Linked DNA regions of Rattus norvegicus: region 2 is linked to region 1. The links are chromatin contacts, called in public Hi-C maps. All regions are on one chromosome and are shown on one strand. Each heading gives the region's core, a stretch centred on a gene start, on an enhancer-like site or on the middle of the called end of the contact. The rest is flanking DNA. Distances are from core to core; before and after follow the strand shown. Region 1 overlaps Sox6 (SRY-box transcription factor 6). Region 2 overlaps Sox6 (SRY-box transcription factor 6).

Region 1 (7,895 bases), core at 3,469-5,968:
GAGAGGAGGTGTCCTGTGCCTGTCACAGCTTGTAAATGGACCATGCCACATACCAGTGATCGTGATGGCTTTTCTGTGGTTATAACCATGTGTTCAGAGTCACTGTTTCTGTGCTGTCGCCTCCCACTGCCTATGAAAAACTTGCAAATATTGAAAAGCATGTGTTTTGGAAGATAAAAATACTCAGAAATACTGGAAAGTATATATCTTGGAAGATAAAAATAATTCTCCTGCCATATTAATCAAAAGTAAAATTTCTATAATGTTAATCAATCCTTTATCATGTGGCTCTGACAAAGAACAAAGAGCAATGCCTGGAAAGAGACCAATGTTCCCATCTGCAAAATCTATGCTACCCCCCTGCCTGCTCCTACCATCTTAGATTTGAACCAGAAAATCTTGACTTCCTTAGAAATAAATGAGAAAATTATATTTCTGCCTACCTTGAGAAAACAAGGTAAAATCAAATAGATGAGGAGATTGTAAGACAATGAACTACCATGAAGCACTGCATACTGTGTAGAGCGCCACATTAATGCCTGCACCACATATGTGGATGGGATTTAAACAATCTTCACCATGTCTCCACACTCACAGCAATGTCTAGGAAGAACAAAGCTCAAGAAGTGAGACATTAACTAGATGTCCACAGGCTCTCCAAGATACGCATGTAACCTTTACGCTTTACCTCCACCAAGCCACAGGACAGTGGGATGCACTCCATCAACCTTAGAAGTGTATAAAGGACAGAGCCACTAGATTGACAAAGGTAAGATTTAAATCCAAGTAATTCTGATGCTGAGCCTCTGACAGGGATAGTCCTGAAGCATCACCCCAGCCTGCATTACGTCTCCATCTCCTGTGAAGTGGAAGTGACCCAGGTTCTTCTTTACCTTACGACCATAGCAACGTAGAGAACTCCAAGCCAGCTATTTTGTAGACTGTCCCTAAGTTGCTTGACTTTTCATGGGGTTATTCTTTATGGTTAAATTTGGATTGTATGTTTTGTCAGTCATCTAAAAGAAGAGGCTGCCCTGTTGTGCTCACCCAAGCCCATCAGTCGCTGGGGCACTCTAGTTCATCCCCTCACTGCCTGCGCAGTGTAGCATTGGCCAGGCTTCTCTGCTATACTGATGAACTTTCCCTTCGGCCTCCCTGTGTGTTATATGGGCCAATGCTTTCAGACGAGGTGGGCACCCTTCCATAGCCAAGCCCTCTGGCAGCTTCGGCACCCCTTACATTACTGTCCTGTACTCCCATGACTAGCTAAGTTGGTTGCCAAGCAGCTTCCCTAAGTTCTTACACATTATATAATTGGCACTCTACGACAGGGAGAATATTATCTCTACCTATTTTTTTTTTAATTTTGAATATACATTCACACATACACATAAAAACACTGTTGCTGTGCTCCTAAAATTCCTTAGGTACCTCCTCACTTACTGAAATACTCATTATTTTCCCTTTCCCAAAAAGACTCAGGAGAAGGTATGAGGATATGATGTGGCTGCGGTGTATAGAGAACCACTAGGGGATACTTTTTCCAGAGGTTCTTAACCTGTCATTAGATTTGGATCTAATGACCACTTCATAGGCATCATCTAAGAGCATTGGAAAACACAGATATTTATATCACAATTCATAACAGTAGCAAAATTAGAACTATGAAGTAGCAAAAAGAATAATTTTATGGCTGGAGGTCACCACAACATGAGGAACTGTATTAAATATCGCAGCATTAGGAAGGTGAGAACCACTGCTTTATTTGGAGCATTATTCTAACATTTCATTCACAGAACTGAGAAATATTCTTACACATATATTATACATACACACATGTACTAATAACTATTTATGTATAAGTAGATGTCTCCATATTATTATAGTTTTAATAAGCAATATCATGAAATTATATTTGCATTTTGAATTCTATTCTAGCCCCTGAATTTATTCTTATCTTGCTCCATCCCATACTTGGAACTCTTTTTGTAAAATAGTGAAAGGTCTAAAAATCATTACATCAACCAGTATGTATGAATATCTATATTCTTATACACATACATACACATACACATATATAATATATATTTTATATATAATATATATCGTATATATCTTTTTGGAAAAGGGAAAATAATGAGTATTTCAGTAAGTGAGGAAGTGCCTAAAGAATTTTAGGAGCACAGCAACAGTGTTTTTATGTGTATGTGTGAATGTATATTAAAAATTAAATATATATATATATATGCACATGTTTTGTGTATCTCTTCTATGTTATGAGCATATATCCTCATCCTTGGGTTGCTCCTAAATTCAGCAGTCTTTATTCATGGGCCCTATGTCTCACCATCAGTTTGATGAGCAGTTGCCTTACAGGGCTGCTTATAGCCCAGTTCCTTTTCTCCATGGGTCCTACCTAACATTCTAATCTACGTAAAAAAGGAAGGAGAATAAGAAGTAAAAAGTGCTTTTTGTTTTTCTAGCTTCCCTTGTAGGTCCTATTTCCTATTAATTACAAACTGCTATGCCAACCCACCCCCTTCACGTCACTGGGTGCCAACTGCAACTGCAGAGTAAACACAGCTTCTCTCCGAGAGAAATCAGCTCAACCCTTGACCGTCACAGTCATTGAGTTACCTTAGTTCTCACCTGCCTGGTGGCAAAAGTTAAAATTCATGCTGGTGCATATTTATTAAAATTAAAGAAAATTCACATAAAGAAAATGGATTGGTGGTCAATTGAACCACAAATGACAACTACAGATCCCTAGTCAAACTTCGATGGTAAGCTACCGTAAAGGCCTGCCGTTAATGGCTCTGTTCTGGGTTTGGGGTGTGGCAACATGAGAGGTCAGCAGAGGATTGGCTTCTGTCTTGGCTTTTGACACACAAGGGCTTTGCTCCAGGCCCTCTAGTGTTGCACTCTGCCAAAGGTAAGTAAAGAGTGTGTTAAGTAAAGTATAATAATGGAGCAAGGAAACACAATTTAAAAAACGCTAAGTAGAGGCTTTGAAAACTGAATCTTTAAGGTGTCTCCATGCTCATTGGCGCATAAGGGAGGAGACAGTGAGGCCTAGCTCATGCCCCAGCTGCCTGTGGTTTGGATTTCTCCATAAGGCCTCCTGTAGAAGTGCCCTCATGAGGGTTAATATTTCCCTACTAAGGCTGGAAATGAACCAGATTATTCTTACTCAGACACAAGATCCTAGGGAGGGTTGAGTTGGTTCCAGCCTGGACAGCTTCATCTTTTCCAGTAAAACTACCAGCAAAGCCATTATGTCTTAGAGACTGAATGCTTTGTGTCACCTGTGTATCTTTAAAGAGCCTACAAGAAGTTCTGTCACAGCATATTTCCTCGAAAGGAAAAAGCCAGCAGAGTTTGATATGGTTAAGCACAGCAGGGCAAATCTTGCTTCCTAAGTCTTTTCCTTCCCAGGGTTCTGTGCAATCCCTTCTCTCTCAGTCACAGTGGAAGAGAAAGGGGAAGCTCCCCTCTCCACTCTACTCACAGGTCTTTTGTCCTATCTTCCAGGCGAAATGCATGTGACTAATAGTGCTCCAGCATCCTTGAGGGCACAGCCTGCATGCTGCACCGGGCAGTTTGAGGTTAGATTTCAATTTTTCAGCTTCTCTCCTCTTCCCCAACCCGTTATTCGCTGTGAGTTTGGGCCTACTATTGACTGCACACCAGAAGCACAGCCTGACGAAGCTGTGAATTGCTATGAGCCTCCAGTGAGCCTTCCATGAACCTCTCGAAAAGGGCTCGCCATTGAGTTAGAACTGCCTCACTCAATGTCTTTTCATACAAACACACTGCTTCTCAGCAGCTCAGAGTAGCACATGACCACTAAGACCAACCTGAGTATCACATTCTGATCCTGCTCGCTAGCCAATTAGCAAATACAGGGAAAGTAATGCCTTACATTTACCATTCTAAAAAATCCAAAGTATGTCTGCCAATCAGTTACCGAGCTAGACCACCCATGGATAATTTTTTTTATTCTTCCACGTTAGAATAACATGGGAGGAAATTTTGTGTGTGCCGTCCTTTTCCTGCATTTTCCAGCTAGATTAAGCTGTTGTCTATGCAATTGCCTCCCAGCTGCCATGACTTATGAAAATAACAGACCCCGCTCTGTTGTCTGGAGAAAGCGGGATTGTTATGAGTAACTTTATTGCAGGCACATGAGTGTGTTAAGACTTTAAAACACGCTCAAATGTCATGTGCACACCCAATGACGGGCAAGAATAATGATGAAAAACAAGAGATCTATGTCTATGAAACCGCGTTGGACAAAATGGGCCATTCATTGTGTTCCCCTGGGAATGCCTGGACTCTGCAGTCAGAAAACAAAAAAGGCACTTTTTCCTGCCGTAGGCTGAATGCTTAGCTTTGCCATCTGAGCCGTAAGAAAACACGGGCCCCTCTGCTGCCGCTGCACCCACACACGCTAAAAAATATTAATGCCTCTCTTTCCTGACTTTTCCCTTTCCAGGCAATCCCCCTCTGTGTAGGCTGTAGCCAATATAATGTCAACACAAAGACAAAATAGTTTATCTTACAGAGGTCCCTAACAATTTCCCTCTTGTCCTCAGCTAATTGCCCTTCCCCCAACATTCAAAAGGAAAAGCAAATAAAAAGATAACCTTTACTCCAGTGGTGAGCTTAGGACTGGCACAAATTTTATACACAGCAATGTCCCTTGTGTTCTCTTGCCTGTGGCCTGTGTGAACACTCCACCACGTAAGCAAGCGGGATCTTTGCCTCTGCATCTCTGCCCCTCCCATAGGGAAGCTTCTGGGGGATTTCTGTTAAGTTTGCCAGCTTCTCAAGAGTACCCTCTTCTCCTCTCCACATCAACTGCAAGGCATCCTTCCTCCCAGTGAGTTTACATATATTATAAGATAGAAAGACAAATGAACCTGCAGATCATTTTAGGCCCAACACATCTTAATGTGCTTATTTTGCTGGAAGTTTAAAGCTTTTGTGCTTTATTGCAATTTTCAAGCATAGTCATTTTATATAAATAGACAAGGTACGTTATTCAGTGATTTTTCCTAGATGGATACACTTGCCCGTTGATGGTCCACTGTCGATGCTACAGTAATTTCCTTGGCAGCTGAATCAGCAGAAAGAATAAACAAATTTCCAAAAGAGTAAGCTTCTACCCAGGATCTTCAATCTTGAACCTTTCTAGTTTACTCCAGGAAAGAAATGGAGGAGTCTTTGCTCCACTGCAAGGTGTGCAGGAAGGGTGTTAGAGAGCAGCTGGAAGGCCATCAATCCCCCCTTCATCTTCCTTTCCAGAGCACAGCTCCTTGTTCTTGTATTCCCACCCAGCAACCACTGACAGTGCCTGTCAATAAACTGGGGGCCAACTGCAGGCTTCTTTGGCTGTTTCTAAGAGTTGAGCACAGCACACATATGCCAATCTTGTGACTAGAGGAGGTATTTGAAAACTCTTCAAGTTTCAACATGTGCCTTGTTTTCACATAGTGAGCAAATGGCTTGGAAATGCAACAGTTGAGGGAATGAGATATAAATTTTGTCTGACAATAAAATGTGGTAATCTTTTATTTAGCTAACCGGTGTTAAGATAGCAGGCGAGTCAAAAGACAGTTGATTGTGGGTGTGTGCATACACACCAGAGGACACAGGGTATATTTAGCCAGCCTACTGGTTGTTTTGACTGTGCTCTGAAAGCAGTTGATTTCATGGACTAAGCAGTTAAGTTTGAATCTATGACTGAATTAAGGGAGTCAGAAAGCACTTCAGAAACCATCTAGTCGCTTAGCATTGGGTCAGTTCACTTACTACTTAATTTAAGTCTGCTGGACCTAGAGACACTCATAGAAAAATCATTCAAACCAGAGTTAAAGCCAGAGCATCGGAGAAGTTGGTGGCATCAAATAAACCTGATGAGAGACATGTGTATCTCTGAATCGGAAGAGCTATGTGGTCATCAGCCTCCCTGCAGAAGGAGGAGATACCTCTCCAGGGGGAGGAAGCATACCAGGCCAAAGTCCAGACCTAGAACTCAGCTTCAATATTTCTCAGAAAAGGCCTGGGGCTAGGAGTGCCTGTAACCCTCTGCAGAGGGACCCAGCCACCAGAGCACCGAGAAAAGAAAGCCCTCACTGAGGCCCTCACTGAGGTCCAGGCATGACCATGAACAGCACTTCTGGAGCCACTCATGAAGTATGAGGTTCATCTCAGGGAGTTTGCTAGCTCACAGGCCCCAAACCTGGACCAAAGCCTCGCACTGATCTGATGTTCAAGTCCTAGTGACAAGGAACCCACAATTAGTCCTGTCTCCCCAGCTGAAGGATAACCACTCACAACCTTGCTGAGCCATCGGAGCAGCTCCGAATTTGTTTTAACAATTCAACAACATCACATTCCTCATTCATCCACTTAGCTTAATTTTCATAGCATCACTTGCAATGCTGAGGTTGTCTCTATTAAGCCGTTTTTCTTGCATCATTAACTTTTAACCAGGCATCGATAGCTTTATTGTTTAAATTGCGTATGACTTTATTTAACGTCAGCATTTCTTCTAGCTCTTGACAAGAAGTCACATTTTATAACTAATTAAATTGATCCCTGGGAAGCAAAAGCCACTAAACGGAATTATTCGAACCCAAGTGTCAATATATTAAATCAAAGGGCTAATGAGTTGGGTCACTGCATCTTTTATTGGGAGGCTACAGCAGAACAGGACTCATAATATCCTCTATTTTCTGCCTTAACAATCAATTTTATTTAAACCAAAGGCAGCTAATTAATACTTTTGGATCTTATAGTAAATAGTGCCTCTTTCATAACACACAACTGGGCGTGGGACTCTTCCTCTGATGGTACGAGCAAGGTGTTCTTTGCATCTTTTACAGAAACGAGCAAGGTGATACATAGGGGATTCTGCATGCAGCTGCTTTTGAGAAGTTCTGGGTTTCAGTGACTAGCATTCTGGGTATAAATCACAATGAAAAGTTTCCTTTTGGAGCTGACAATAGGGGCTAATGAGCGTGATTAAGGAATAGCTAAGTGTGTCACACCAGCGTTTCTTCTCACTCCTGCAACCACTGAGTAACTGCCTATAACTTCATCACCTCTGTCTGGACGTCCCATTTCAATCTATCGCCTTGTAACTCACTCTGTCCAGTCTTCCCGAACTAACTTTGTGTCTTCTGACAATAACCTCGTCACCTTTGCTTCCTAGCAAAGATTGCATAGGTAGAAGCATCCCCTGGTGTTCTCTTGCATGTGGCAACTGTACATTCTACCACATACACATCGAGCTTGTCTACCTCTGCATCTCTGTCCCTCCCTCTGGAAGCTAACTCCTGGAGTAGATTTGTTCAGTTTGCCTTAGTACCTCTCCTCTCCACATTATCTACCCAGCGTCCTTTCCTGCCAGCATGGCCACACACACATTACAGGATGGAATGATAAATCATTTAAGCCCGAACACATCTTAATCTGCTTATTTTGTTGAAATCTCCTAGGGTATTCAGATATAACATTCCCATTTAAAATTTTACATTTTTATATCTTCTTTGGGAGAATATCACCAATTTTATCATTTTTTTTATATTTGGAGAAGAAAGGAAAAAATAAGATAAAATCAGATATAGAATCTCTCACCATCTTCAAAATTATAAACAAAACAACCTTTAAATCACATCTATTATACAAGGACTTAGTTTGCCAAGTCAAAAAAAATTAGTCCCATACAATCAGGCCTCGTGACTGTTAACCTTACAATGAGGAGACCACCTCTAGGCAAAAAGGTACTGAGGCCAAAATGAAAAAGTCAAGAGTGTAATGAACACATACACAGCCAACTGCAGTGGCTAGATACAGTTCAGGTGACACCTTTAATGTAGGTCAAAGAA
Region 2 (7,895 bases), core at 3,974-6,473, 82 kb after region 1:
TTTTGTTTGTTTGCTTTCTTATTTTTTCAAATTTAAGTTTTTATCTTTCAGGAAACATATTCTAAAGTTTTTCTAGCAAAGAATGATACAATTCAGGATTGACTTTATTTAAAATACACTGTAAAACAGATTCCCAAATGTGGTTCTGCTTCTTAGAAACCGAGGCTGTGGGATGAGTAAAGGGTGTGATTCCCCATGGTGAGCTAATGTACTGGCTACTAACACATTCTAAGGAATAATTGAAGTTCAAGATGGGATTAATCTGTGGACTGATGTTTTAGGAAAAGTTTTCAATTACTCCTAATATATTAAAAAAACCAGCTTCAGTAGTACTATGATAAAGGTTTATCTTCTGTGTCAGAGAGTAAATAAACTGTAATTAAGGCCAGGGAAGAGGATGGAATGATGGGAAATGTCTCAGTATACTTTGAAACAGTTTATCTATGAGTAAACATTTGTTACTCTTTTCACTTCCACGAGATATTGAAAATCAGAGGGCTAAAATACCACAAACACGATACAGAAATATATCTTTCAAATATTCTAGTGAAGAATCAAATGCTTCAGTCACTGTGTACACATTAGAAGAAATGTGTGCTTTAGTGATGGTTAAGACAATTGTGAAGGCATCCCTTCATTTAACCATTGGAATCACCTACTTCAAATACAGTCACTTTTCTCTGTATTCCCAAAGACTGATAATTTATCTGAAGTGCCCATGACTTTAGTTTCCTGCCAGACCTGACAGTGTACGTTCAGTTGCCCCTCAGCAGCCCCAAGTGCTTTCACTGGGGACGTACAGATGCAGTCATCAGCCACTGTACATCTTTTCACACAGTGGTAAGAGCTCCACAATACAGTGGGATAAAATTGGAGCTTGGAGAGCTTGAAGAGCACTCTTAAATTTTAATTAAAACCCTCCAAGCTCACTAAAAATAATTAGACACTAAAATGTGCCAGTTTTATTTTGAAGTCACTATAACATACAAAGGAATGCTCCATGATGACTGTACACACACACACACGCACACACACACACGCATGCACACACACATGCACGCACACACACACACACACACACACACACACACACACAATGAAACAACTGACTTTCCAAATAAGAACAAGGGGTATAAATAGAGTCTGTTTTCAAGCAAGCTCTTCATGCAGGGAGCTGACAGAAAAGCCCACAGAGTGTGTTTTTCAGACCGAACTAAACAAACCTAGAAATAACTTCTCTAACCCAGTGTGCGGATCGCCAACCAACTCCACAGAAAACCCAGTGTGGAAAGAACAGTGCACACTATATCACTGAGCTTTTCTGATCTGAGACCAAACCTTTAACCTCTTAAATGTTTCTGCTATCTTAAAATATCTCATACAATGCTATACTCCATCCTATTTTTAGGCAAGCAGCAGAGAAAGCATGCCTTTCCCATACAGCAGGGCAGCGGTATAAACATCAACACAGATGCTCTGCCAGGAAGGACTGGACTTGTCAAGCACTTGATCATTAAGGAATGCACCAACTGTTTGGGATAATCTCGTGCCAGCCCCCTTGTGCTCCACACTCCCCTGAGGTGGGAGTGGCCAACCTCAGCCTACTCCTTCGTCTTCATTTTCCTCCTCCACAGCATACCCTCCATCCAAAAAGACATGAAGAAAGGCATGTCGGCCCAGCCATGAGAAAGCAGGCTCACTTCCCCAAACAGACCAAAACTTTAAAACAATTAACCCTCCCCTCTTCTTTCAGATAAATTGCTAAGTATAAAATGCAATCTGTTCCCTTTGTTTACTCAATAAGAACAATTTGTAAATGACTCAAGGATAAAATTCAGAAAATGTTGTGCTAAATTAGAACCATTATAAACATGCTAATGACTCAATACTCGAGTAAAACACGCATGATCGGTGTGAAGGGAAAGATTTCGTTCCTGTAAAATTCTGTTGTGCTGCCTTAAAATGATTTGGTCATTAAATCAGATATAGTCCTTCCAGGAAAAATGTTAATTCCTCAGCCACTTGACTGAACAATATGCTGTGAGTGAGGGGTGTGTTTGCAGGAGGCTGCATGTGGGGAGGAAACCACAGTGTTGGAAATGTTGTTAGGACTGCTACATCCGGACTCTGGGATGTGCACAGGGAAACAGAGGCCCCACATCTAACCTGACAGACTCACATGCAGGCATTCTCATGTGGGGACAATCTTTTCTCCAGGTACTATTTTTATCTACCAGAGTGTTTCTTAGGCATCCCTGACAACTGGCACTAAGCATACATTCACAAAAGTCACACTGTTCTGTATAAGACGGAAAACACCATCTCTCTCTCTCTCTCTCTCTCTCTCTCTCTCTCTCTCTCTCTCTCTCATCTGCTCACTGAGGCTGCTAGCACCTAAAACATGAACATGGGGATCATTCCCAACAATCTTGCCTGTTTACCAAGGCATAGCCACTGCAGGGGCTGACAGGAAGGACAGGCCACAGGCGACTCCAGGGCTCACCGCCTGGTGCTGGAGCTGCAACAGCCTCATTTCGGAATGAGTTAGAAAGGAGTGAAGACAAGGAAGTTGCTGGCATCACTGACTGCAAACAGATGGTGACGCTCAACTGTGCTTCAGTGCTTGCTTTCCCAAAGACTATTTAAATCACTGGTTAAACATCAGTGCTATGGTCTGCACAACACAGCAGCCGGCAGTGTAGTGGGAGATGGTAGTTTTACACTCGCTAACAGTAGCTTCAGATATAGACACTAACACTCACTCTCTCTTTGGACAGGGGTGCCAAGAACACAGGCCACCTCAGGGAAAGTCAGTGGTGTCCAGCAGCCCAGATTACCACACGTGGTGCTTGGCTCGTGTTTCTGACCCTCCATTTTGCTTTTTCCATCTAGTTTAAACTGAAAGCTTTCCTTTCTTAAATACCATCCACTAAGCAACCTGTACAAAGTTCTTTCAAAACTGCCTCAAACTCAACAGGTTGTTTCTTCCAAGACAGGCTTCATTTTCCCGGGTGAGAGCTGCATGTGCAGTCTGAGGCCTTGATTCTCCACTGTCACCTCTTGCACAGGAGACACTCAGATGCTGCACTGTTTTAATGTAATAGAAATGTCTGTTAGAAACTGGAGGTAGCCATATTGCTAAAATATATCCTACCAATGACATTTCCACTTTATCGACTGCTGATTCTGTTGTATATAGTCATCAACTATTTGTTTTACTATGTCAGATTCATATGTATCTGATTTCAAAAATATTATTAGATAATGGATGCAACTTAATTATTTTTGTGTATCTAGTATGCTCTATGTTCCATTTTTGTTTATTTGTTTTTGTATTTTAAAACAGGATCTCCCATAGTCCAGGCTGGCCTAGTCTAGAACTCCCTACGTTGCCCCAAATGACTATCCATGCTGTATGTAAAGTGCTAGGCATCTGACAGAGAACCTTGTACCCGCTAGACAAGTACTCCGCCAACTGAGGTACATCCTCAGAACCCTGCCTTCCTGTTTGTGAGAAGTCATCTCTAATTCTATGACTCTGGACATACATGTATCCTGTGTTTGGGGGACTCCATGTTGAAACCAAAGGTAGACATCAGATGTCTTCCTCCACTGTTATTTTGTAAGACTGTATCTCTCACTGAACTTAGAGCTCACAGTTCCTGTGGAGCAGTTGGCCAGTGAATCTCAGGCATCCTCCTGTCTCTGCCTCCCTGGCATTTGTGTCCTGCGTGGTTTTTCACTTGGGTTCTGGAGATCAAACAGAAGTCTTCAGCCACTGAGCTATCTCTCCAACACTCCGAACGCTACTGCTATGTTGTGCATCTCACCTGCTCATCAAAGCATAACCACCGCAGGAGATGCCAACTACAGACCTGTTCTCTGCTTTCTATTGCTCCTCCTGACCACACAAAGAACTGATTCATCAGAAACCTCTGCTGGGACAATTGAAAGCCTCTCTCTCATGCTCAGATCAGAAGCAAAATGTGTGTTGACCTGGGATTGCTGTGGATCACACAGACAAACTCTGACTACTCTATGAGAAAATAGACTTAGAAGTGAGGAGCGGAGAGCCTGAGGCCTGACATCATATTTTGCTCTCCAATGTGGAAGTCAAATGCAACTCCTGGTCTGGCAGAGATAAGCCAATATGTTGTATTCACTTAAGTGTCTGCAAGTTGGTACTGTAAAAAGACCTAAACAAGCCAAGGGGTGGTAACATACACTTTTAATCCCAGGATTCACAGGTCAGAGACAGATGGATCTCTATGAATTTGAGGTCAGCCTGGTCCACAGAGCACAGAGCAAGTCCCAGGATAGCCAAGACTACACAGAGAAATCCTGTCTCAAACAAAAAACAAAAAAAACAAAAACAAAACAAAACAAAAAAGCAACCAAAAATAAATAAAACAAATAAAAATCTAAACAATATGAAAACTGTCACAAAAGGACATGATATACATGTAGGTATGTTATGTTCAGAGAGTGAGATAATACATGAAAATGTATGAGATATATGTAAATGAGTTATGTTCAAAGTTTAAATCACACGGAAACCAGCACTGGATTACAACACAACATGCATTAAACGTGTAGGGTGTAAGCCTTGAAACGAGTTTCTGACTTGAAAAGCATACAAAGGCCTTACGCAGCAATGCTGACCAAAGATTCCTCTACAGAACTCAGTATTTTTGAACTTGATGCCACCCACTGAAAACAGCAGAAACAAAGTGAAAGCAGAGACTCGATGTGACAAGTCGGAAAGAAAAACCAAAAACCAAAAACAAACAAACAAACAAAAAACCCCCGGTATATCTGAACATAACAGACTGCCAGTTTCTAAGCTTCATACAAACAACTTCCTGGTGAGCTGTCATCAAGTCAAAGTGTGACATGAGCTTGAGCTGCTGACGCCCTCCTTTGGTCTATTTCACTGTGTATTAGCACCCATGAAAGGGCAATACAGTAGAAGGCTGTGCTGCCCGGGGGCTCAGGTCCCATTATCATTGGCCCTAATGGTGGCTCCTACATGAAACTCTGAGTTTTGCCATATTTGGATAAGTCTTCAAAAACTGTCCCACTCCCTTCTGCATGCCTAGTAGCTTCTCAACCATTCTCACGCGATATCCTCTTATACACACATACACATACACACACATGTACGTATGCATGCGCACACATACCTCTACCACCTACTAACATTGCCTACACTGATTCACTGTTTCAAATATCAAAGTTCATCCTCTAGATAGAAAAATAATACTTGCCAAGTTTTTGCTTTCTCATTAATCTTCTGGTCAATTTTTAACTCTGAGCTTTAAAATTCCTGTCTCTATTGCTACTACTGCTGAGCAGTCTTCAGCATTGAATAGGCGAATACATGGTCAAGTTCACTCCATTCAACATAACATTAAGTCACCTGAGGGCCAGACATGCCTGACACCACTTGTTTCCTCCATGTGTGATTAACTCAAACTCTGAAAATTCCTTGAAGTAGTAAAAATTCACTCTTACTGAACACCAAGTAATGACAGAAATAGTTTTAGTGACATTTGTATTATTTGTCTTTTTCTTGGTTTTTACATTCCTATATGTTTTTATTAACTGATATCATATATCTATACACTTTACATCTCTAAGTAAGTCAAGTCTGTCAGAATATACATCACAAATATTTTGCCCTCTCTACGACACACCTAAATTATACTGTAAGTCTCTAGATGAGCTGAAGATTTTATTTTGGTATTACACAATTAGTAACTTCTTCCTTTCTGACTAGTGTTTCTAAGACCTATGCAATGTTGTCTACACTGAGATCAGAAACAATCAACAGTGCTATGACACCTACAGCAATGACCAGTGTGGCCTGATACCCTAAGGGTACAGTAGCTGCACACATATTTTGGCAGTAACCAACAGCTCTGTAATTAAATTTAAGACCTGCTCTAAAAGGGATACTATACCTGGAATTGGAAACCTAGCCAGCTACCCAGGGCTAATGAAGTCATGGATCTTGGAGAAGAACCCACAACACCATGTTCCTAAATTAGTATACTCCCTAATTTCATTATAAATATCGGTCCTTACACCCACATATAAGTGGAGTCCTCATCTCTCATCAAGGAAACTTTTCTTTGCAACAGAGACCATTACAGGCAACTACAACCAATCAAAGTGCAGAGTTCTGGAGCCCAGTCCCAGTGAATATTTCTACAAAACAACTTTTATCCTAGGGCTCAGGGAACACTACAGAAGAGACAAAAAAAAGATTTTAAGAGCTGGAGGATCAGGGAATTTATTCTGTACCCAAGTAATATAAAGTTATACCCATAAAGTGTTACCAACTTGAGTGCCTACACATGAGCTGAACAAGATCAAAAATAGACATCTTAAAAAATAGGCAGGGAAATACCATGAAGCCTCAACTCAACACAAAGGACTATAGGCACCTAAGGAGTGCTGAGAGTAGAAGAAATCATCGTCTTTATTGGTTATCCAATACTCGGTGATCAGCTTTGACAACATGCATATGAGTACCATAGAAACTGAGCAGGGTATATACATACGTACATTGTTTGTGGAACATATATTGTGATACATATATATGTATACAATTAAAGGAAAATAAGCCAAGAAATTTTAAAAAGAACAATTTGTGTTAATTGGGAAGGTGTAGAGTTAGGGAAAAAAGGGATGATATAATTATATTATAATCTCAAAAATAAAATAAATAATTAAAAAGTTTTATACTTCCAACTTTATATTCAAGATGAAGTTTATTTTCACTTGTTTTGTGTTCTAAGAGTGAAAAAAGCAGAGTAAACTTTGTGTCCAGTTGCTTCAACATTATCTGTTTGAAGACTGTCATTTTTCCTTTTTCCATGATCTGGGCGGGGCTTTGAGAGGCTGGGGAGACTCCTACTGGATTCTGCCTGCTCTGCTGATGGTTCCTTGACCTTACATATTTTGGCTTTCCCAGCACTGTGGCACTCGGTTGAGCTCACACAGAATGAGAGCGTGCTCTTGGCTGTACTTGGTCCTTAGCAGCTTCAAGTGCATTTTAGGATTGTCCTACTTACAAAGCAAAAGGTTTGATGGGATTTTCTGAATTTATAGACCAATTTTAAATCATACTTATTTTTAATATGTGCACATAAAGTTGTGTATTTCTCTCCTGCACTGTCTTTGCTGGTCTGATATATTCTTGTTAGATTAATTTATCATTGCCATGTAGTTAAATATATTTTGTGGTTGTATATGATATTTCTTCATTAATTCATGTTGATTAAAGCCTGGTGGTTTAGTTACTGTTTGGGAGATTTCTTATTTTCTTTCGTTATCAGTTTGTTATCTCTTTCCATGTAACCAGAGAACACACTCTTTTTAAAAAAGTTAAGTCATCTTTACGTAGACTTGCTTATAGCACAACATAAACTTTATGCAAAACTCCAAGTTCACTTAAACAGAATAAGCATGCATAAGTTTGCATCTGCCAAGTGCTGTCACCATCACTTACGTCCTGGGGATTTGAGGTTTTGTTCAGGTCCTCTATAGTCACCATATTTTCCTACAATAACTGAACTGCGAGTGTGCCTTCTATTTAATGCTCTCAAGTCTTCTCTAGATTTTGAACCTATGCTATTGGTGCACAGACTTAGAGATGGAGCAGGCACCAGCTGACACTAGTTTGTGCTCCATGGGACTAGAGGCTTACATTCTTAAACAAACTTAGAATTTTCTGTAATGATTTCTTCAAAATGTCCTCAGCTGCCTCCTTCAGGCACTCCCACTGCCTGCACAGCTCACCGTCAGCTCCACAGGCTCAGCTCTGCTATCCTGTTCATCTCTGTGCCTTTCCCCGTATGTTCTCTGGTTTAGAAAGTTTCTACTGTACA

What was found. Hi-C and Micro-C count contacts between places; a contact is called where the count stands out from the background.
Region 2: a Hi-C map of liver shows a contact between it and region 1, with 3 times the contacts expected there. The contact joins two enhancer-like sites. A contact is called at or near these places in 2 of 12 Hi-C or Micro-C datasets (both in liver).

Annotation. Positions count from the first base shown.
Region 1 is chr1:179,299,028-179,306,922 of GRCr8, forward strand. All of the region lies in intron 7 of Sox6 (SRY-box transcription factor 6), which reads right to left. Among named protein-coding and RNA genes, the nearest start is that of Trnav-aac35, 88 kb to the right of the region's middle. Within about 2 kb of position 4,719, at least 17 of the 93 cell types and tissues checked have an H3K27ac peak or open chromatin away from gene starts, as enhancers often do. A contact at or near this core is called in liver, where this site is marked.
Region 2 is chr1:179,380,303-179,388,197 of GRCr8, forward strand. All of the region lies in intron 4 of Sox6 (SRY-box transcription factor 6), which reads right to left. Among named protein-coding and RNA genes, the nearest start is that of Trnav-aac35, 6.2 kb to the right of the region's middle. Within about 2 kb of position 5,224, at least 1 of the 93 cell types and tissues checked has an H3K27ac peak or open chromatin away from gene starts, as enhancers often do. A contact at or near this core is called in liver, where this site is marked.